2 separate regions of the Hordeum vulgare genome follow, and region 2 is linked to region 1. The links are chromatin contacts, called in public Hi-C maps. All regions are on one chromosome and are shown on one strand. The core of a region is the stretch at or near the end of the contact, and the rest is flanking DNA. Distances in the headings are between cores, read along the strand shown. Region 1 holds the start of LOC123429853 (anthocyanidin 3-O-glucosyltransferase 2-like). Region 2 holds the start of LOC123425687 (ADP-ribosylation factor GTPase-activating protein AGD5).

Evidence for each region. A called contact is a pair of places that touch in the nucleus more often than the background predicts.
Region 2: a Hi-C map of seedling shows a contact between it and region 1, with 2.9 times the contacts expected there. The contact joins the promoter of LOC123425687 here to the promoter of LOC123429853 in region 1. A contact is called at or near these places in 2 of 6 Hi-C or Micro-C datasets (leaf and seedling).

What each region holds. Positions count from the first base shown.
Region 1 is chr2H:165,178,019-165,181,543 of MorexV3_pseudomolecules_assembly, forward strand. LOC123429853 (anthocyanidin 3-O-glucosyltransferase 2-like) reads left to right here and starts at 1,786. Exons shown (of 1, transcript XM_045113828.1): 1 at 1,786-3,525. The coding sequence starts at 1,925. The coding sequence ends at 3,376.
Region 2 is chr2H:165,359,751-165,363,275 of MorexV3_pseudomolecules_assembly, forward strand. It overlaps LOC123425687 (ADP-ribosylation factor GTPase-activating protein AGD5), which reads left to right and starts at 1,893. Exons shown (of 11, transcript XM_045109396.1): 1 at 1,893-2,157; 2 at 2,965-3,023. The coding sequence starts at 2,107.

The DNA of each region.
Region 1 (3,525 bases), core at 536-3,035:
GTATGAGGGGTTTAGTTCTTATTTACCCCCCACCCCCACCCCACCCCCACCCCCACACACAGATACATATATTGGCCAATGACCCTGATGAAATACAAATTACATATTTCCTAACAAATCCTTCTACGTGAAAAGAAAAGGACATCACTAACTAATGAATGTACATTTATCAATCCCCGCGAACGCCTTCGGATTGTCACATCCCGATTGAATGCGTGAGAATTATTCTACGCAATGCTATGATTTTTCTCCCATTTTTTTATACTACATGTTAATTTTCGTTTTAGAGCATGATAAATCTCTACAACATCATATCAATTTTGTATGTTTTCACATGGAAATGGAAATTATGGACTTTCACCAGGAATTATAAATTCCCAAAAGCAAAACTCAAATAGATAATCTAACTTTAGTTTTTTAACATTATCGAAAAGAAACTATTTTAAAGCGGTTCTTGTCCGTCCACGATCTTTGAATTATCCATCGGGAGTCCTTATAACATCTACAGCCCACCGTCCCAAACATACCTGATACGTCCGGACGGACCATCCGGTTACCGACCGATCACAAAATTTTGATCCAACAAAACAGTTTAAACTAGGCTCAAATGCCCGAGGTGACCGACACAGCCCAAATATGAGACGGAAGCCTGCCACATGAGCCTGGCCCGCGCTAGCCCGCAACGACCCCACATATATTCTTCCCCGTCCGTTTGTTGGACAAAACCCTAACCACTTCACTTCACTCCCTCCGCCATCCAAGCTCACCTCCGGTGATCTCCGGCCGTCTCCGGCATGACGGGTAGCGGATCCTAGTCCTTCATCTCCAGATCTGTCGATCATGAGCTCATCATACGTAGCCCCGAGGAGGAGTTGGCAGTCCGGCTTGCGCTCCGCCGCTCCCGGAAGGCGGTCGCCCGATGGCAACGCTCGGACTCGCAACGCCGGAAATACATTGCGTCCGCACAACCGGTGCATGGATCCGGCGTCGCTGCCTCATCAGAGGCGATGCGGTTCGTGTGGCGTCCAAACGTCGTGGCGGACGTGCAATCCCTGCATTGGCTCGCCGAGGACGCACAATGGGCGTCTCGGGACGCAAACATGACACGACATACCTGTCGTGCAAGGCAACGGGCATGGAATGCGGCAGAGGCCTTCGTGGCGGTGGACGTTGAAGAGGGAGTGTCGCATTTTCGACGCCTCGTATGATGAATCAGTGCGGGTGCCGCAACCGCGTCGTGGTGCACGTCGGCTCCTCCCATGTTCACACGCACCGTACGAATTACGGCTCGACGAGGAAGAGTAGGGCATGAGAGATGGCGAAAACTCGACTCACATGATCTGACTAGTGTCCCATGTCCTACTCTACCCCGTTGGCGATTGGACGGACGCTACAAGGGACGCAACCAACCGCCGGACATGGACACATCGGAGCCGGACGAGCTCCGCTTACTATTAGGTTTATGTTGTAATGTAATAGTATGGATTTAAGGTTTTCTAATTTAAGATATCCGATTATAGAGGTTTGACCGGTCGGTGTACACGAACGCATCGGATACGTTTGAAAGGTCGAATTTGTTCTCGATGTAGATGCTCTTGGGTCCTGCCTATTCACAGTATTAATACGATGACACCGAAAATGGAGAATCCTAGTATTGGGAAAAAAGGTAAATATTCCATGGATATTGCTGTACTACATATGGCGCGGCATATTTGTTATTTTTCGAAGAAGACGACGTATAGTCGGCAGGTTGTACCTTTCGGTGGCAAAGCTGATGCGATTTGGATGCGACCAAAGCGAGGGTTGCTAAGACAGGGGCCTGGCGTGATCACCTCAAGAGCTATTGTGCCCACTCAGGTCCTAGCCAGAGCTCGCCACTTTTGACCAGAATTTCAGGTGCCATTGTGTCCACTCAGGTCCATCAATGGCGTGCCGCCCAACCGTGGTCGTCGTGCCGAAATGGGGATCCGGCCACTTCATATCCGCGCTCGAAGCCGGCAAGAGGCTTCTCGCCACCGGCCGGGGCGCCTTCACGCTGACCGTGCTCGTCATTCACGCGCCGTCGGAAGCAATGGCGTCGGAGGTCCAGGGCCACGTGTGCCGAGAGGCGGTTTCCGGCCTCGACATCCGCTTCCTCCAGCTCCCCGCCGTTGAGCATCCCACCTGCTGCGTGGACCCTGCTGAATTCGCGTCCCGGTACGTCCAGCTCCACGCGCCCCACGTCAAGGCGGCCATCGCGGGCCTGGGGCCGTCGTCCCGGGTGGCCGCGGTCGTCGTCGACCTCTTCTTCACTGCCCTATTCGACGTTGTCCACGAGCTCGCCGTGCCGGCGTACGTGTACTTTTCCTCCCCCGCCGCGTTCCTGGCGCTCATGCTGCGCCTGCCGGCGCTACGCGAGGATCTGACGGGTGCCGGGTTTGAGGCGATGGAGAGCACGGTGGACGTGCCCGGGCTGCCGCCGGTGCCGCCGTCTTACATGCCTGCCTGCCTCGTGAAAGCAAAGATCCAGAGCTACGACTGGTTCGAGTACCACGGACGCCGCTTCATGGAAGCCAGGGGCGTCATCGTGAACACCTCCCTCGAGCTCGAAGGCTCGATTCTCGCGGCAATCGCGGACGGCCGCTGCGTTCCCGGACTCCGTGCTCCGGCGCTCCACGCGATCGGCCCGGTGATCTGGTTCGGCTCGACGGACGACGAGCAGCCGCACGAGTGCGTCAGGTGGCTCGACGCGCAGCCGCCGGCTTCGGTGGTTTTCCTCTGCTTCGGGAGCATGGGGTCCCTCGACGCCGCACAGGTGAGGGAGGTAGCCGCCGGCCTGGAGCGCAGCGGCCACCGCTTCCTGTGGGTGCTACGAGGCCGGCCCGTCGCCGGCACGCGGCTCCCGACGGACGCGGACCTGGCCGAGCTGCTCCCGGAGGGGTTCCTGAAGGCGACCGCGGGGAGGGGGCTGGTGTGGCCGGCATGGGCGCCGCAGAGGGAGATCCTGTCCCACGCCGCCGTGGGCGGCTTCGTTACGCACTGCGGGTGGAACTCCATCCTGGAGAGCCTGTGGTTCGGCGTGCCGATGATTCCGTGGCCGCTGTACGGGGAGCAGCACCTGAATGCGTTCGAGCTCGTGGCCGGCGTGGGCGCGGCGGTCGAGCTGGAGATGGACCGGAGGAAGGGATTCTTCGTGGAGGCGGGCAAGCTGGAGCGAGCGGTGCGGATCCTGATGGGCGGCGCGTCGGATGAGGGGAAGAAGGCGAGGAAGACGGCAGCGGAGACGAGCACCGCGTGCAGGAAGGCCGTCGGCGAGGGCGGCTCGTCCTGCGCCGCGCTGCAGAGGCTCGTGCGCGAGATCTTGGTTTTGCCGACGGCGGGAAACGAGACCCGCTAGTTTTTTTTTATTGAAAGGAAATTCCCGCTAGTTTTGGAGCAGTATTAAGTTAGTACAAATTTTATACTAAAACAGTGATATTTATTTTAAAAAGGAGGGAGTACTTGATAAACTCTGAAACTATTTTTAAATAAACTTGGCATTTCATT
Region 2 (3,525 bases), core at 643-3,142, 180 kb after region 1:
CTTCGGCCTCATCCCTGATAATCATGTTGTGCAAGATTACATAACTTGTCATGGGTTGCCGAAGTGTCTCCGCTTCCAACATCATTGCAGCTCCATGACCAATACCCCAACGAGCTTGGAGCACTCTGAATGTCGCCTCCACATACTTCCTAGCACCTCCTCGTGCTTGTGCAAAGTGACATTTTTCCTACCTTGATGATCTGATATAGTGTTCACAAATGCCGCCCATTGAGGGTAGATACCATCGGCAAGGTAGTACCCCATGTTATGGTTGTGCTTGTTGATGGTGTAGGCATGACAAAGCTTTCCCATCACAAAAGTCACTTGAACAAATGAGCTCATTGGAGCACATTGATGTCATTGTTAGAACCAGGTGTGCCGAAGAAAGCATGCCAAATCTGCAAGTCCGTTGATGCCACTTCTTCAAGTATGATGGTGGTTTCTTTGGTGTGACCTTGGTACTGCCCATTCAAACCTCTTGGATAGTTCTTTTATTGCTAGTGCATGTAATCAACTGATCCGAACATACATGGGAATCCTTGTGATGCTCCAATTGTCAACATTTTTTCTCTACCCTTTCGAGTTGGTTCTCTCATGTACACTGGTCCAAACGCCTTCACCATGGTGTGTGCAAAATCCACCGTGGTCTTCAAGCATGTGTTCTCTCCTATCCTGATTTTTATATCAATTGCATATGCAGACTTACCATAAGCAAGCATCATAAGAGCCATCGTGCATTTTTGTTGAGGAGAGAAGGAAAGTTCGCCACAACAGTCCTTCCTTAGCTTGAAGTTATTATCATCCTTCTCGACGGTAGTCACCAGACGCAAGAACAAAGCTCTGATCATCTGGAAGCGATGTTGAAAGAAACCTTCATGGTATTTTGGGTCTAGTGTGAAGTAGTTCGTGTTCAGAAGGCGGGCGTCGACGATCCTATACTAGGAAATAACTCTTCAGCCATTTAGCGAACCCTTGAAGTTCAACACGTGCTGCTCTTCCTTCATCATTTGTACTTGAATGGTCATCATTTCAACATCTCCGTCACCCAAATCCGACCATTCAATGAACTCTTTGTTTATGAATTCATCAATGTTCGTGTTTCGTAGCTATCATTCAACGATGTATCCATCAGTGACCTGCAAATGATTAAAACAATAAAAAACTGCTCGAACATTTCGTAGAACACACACAACATGAGGTGTATATCCGGAGGAGATGGACGTACATGATGGTGTACGGTGGCGGCACATTCGGAGGCGTTGTGGGTTGTGGACGACAACGAAGCAACAACAAGGGGGAGCTACAATAACACTTGTGTGGACGAGACGGAAAAGAGAAAAGGAACATGTCAGCTCGGCCAAGAAGGGGTGGCTTCAAACGATTTAGTGTGGCCCTTCCGGCCAGTCCTACATGACAAACACGTATGAGTGTACCCATATGTGCCCTACATATGAGCATGGCAAGGGGATTGTCGGTCCAATCGGTCGTTTGGGTTGGATTTGACTCGTGTGATTGAATGACATTTTTTGTTCGAAGAAGGACTGGGCAGACATTTTAAAAGTTTGGAGTGTATGGCCTCCGGTTGTAGATACTCACATCATTGCAGTGTGCCCTAGAGAGCCCATACGTGCCCTCGTGTCATCTTCATCTTCATAGTTCCTTTTTCATATTTATGGATCAAAACAAAATAACAGCGATATTCACCTGACGTTGTTTACACTGGTCGGTCGGTGCAATTGCAAGTGTGAATGCAACGAGTATGATAAATAAATATCCCTTTCTTGGTATATAATCGTGGTTGTCGTGCCGTGATTAGGCCAGCAGACCCTCACCACACCGTCATCACCACACCACATACAAAAACATAATCTCGTGAACAAAATAAGATTGTTTTTCCAACAGAAAAAACTACTCAGAGAGAGAGAGGTGGGGAAGGTCAAGCCGAGAGGAGACGCACAGATCCCTCCCTCTCCTCTGCACACCTCTCCTCTCCTCTCTCCCCCTCGACGCGGCAAAAACAGGGAGGAGAGAGAGACAGACAGAGGGAGGGAGGGAGCCCGAATCCCTGCGATCTCCCCTCCCGGTCGGAGGATCCGGCGATCAGCCATGAACGAGAAGGCCTCCGTCTCCAAGGAGCTCAACGCCAGGCACAAGAAGGTCCGTCCCGTCGCCACTGTTCCCCCCTTCCCCTCAACACCATCATCGTTAGATCGGAGCCACGCGCTGCTGCTTCGAATGGACCGGGAATCAAACGAGAGCCGACGGGACGCGCAGCTCCTCTTTTCGGGCGGGATTCGGGATCCGCGACGGCGTGGATCTGCGATTGGTTTTGCGGTTCCTGATGAGGAGCAGATCCGAGCTTTCCCCTCGCCGCGTTTTGATGACCGAGAAATCAAGAAAGTGGACGCGGTTGCTAGTTGCGCGTTAGGTAGCTCGATCAGACAGCCTTGTCCAAGTGAGTTGACAGATGGAAATCGCCATTCGGCGGTTTGATTGTAGATTTCATCGCTCCGTTGCGGATTTCCGTCTCTTGGGTGGGATTATAGAGAAGGTGCAATGCTTGCTCATATGCTGCTTCATAGTATCTGTTGCTCATATACCTTTGGGGCACAAAACTTGAGTAACACCCTCCTGTTCGATAGAGTAGTAGCACTCTGTTATGTGATGTAGTAGCACTCTAGTATGTCCACGGTACCAAATAAGGGCAAGCATGACGTAGGTCCCGTCAAATATCACTTCAATTTGGTGCCTCCTATATTTGTGTGGCACAAATCGTGGAACAGAAGGGTTATTACATCGTGTAAGTAATCTCACTGGCTATCTTTGATGTAACCTGAGCCAAAAGGAAGCGACAGCATGTGTGCTTGTTATGTTGCAATCAAATATTTCTGTTCCGTGTGTTACTCATGTTTGTCGTGTAGTGCTTATGACCCGTCGTCATTCTTTGTCTACATTTATTTCCAGATATTGGAAAGCCTTCTGCGGTTGCCGGAGAACAGAGAATGTGCAGACTGCAAATCAAAGTGAGTGGTCCTATGCAATTGGTTGTTTTGAACGTAGCTATTGATGGGTCGGACAAAATTTATGTTATTGATAGATTTGACATGGCCTATTTTGGTAGGCAACTGTTTGATTCATGAATTGGACATTTCAGTCGTCAGTTCCATTTGCTAATCCGTGTTATGCTTATAGAGTTAATGCTATAGTAGTTATTTTATGCCTTACCTTGTGTTTCAAGATTTAATATCTTAGGTTGGCCTATACTATGCACGTGGGAATAGATTTATTGTGTTGATGCATCATTAGTCCTTGTATCTAGAAAGGTGACAACTACAAATCTGTGGAGAAAGATGTTGAAATGATATTGTTCAGTTATAGTTACCTTTTAGTCTAGTCTTCTCCCTCTATCTCCGTTCGCATGTGTGGATGCTTTGAGTTCCATTTCTATGCATTCATTGCGAATTGAACACTTGTGCTCACAATTCTTGTTCTAGTCACAACAATTGCTAACACTTTGCCCATGCT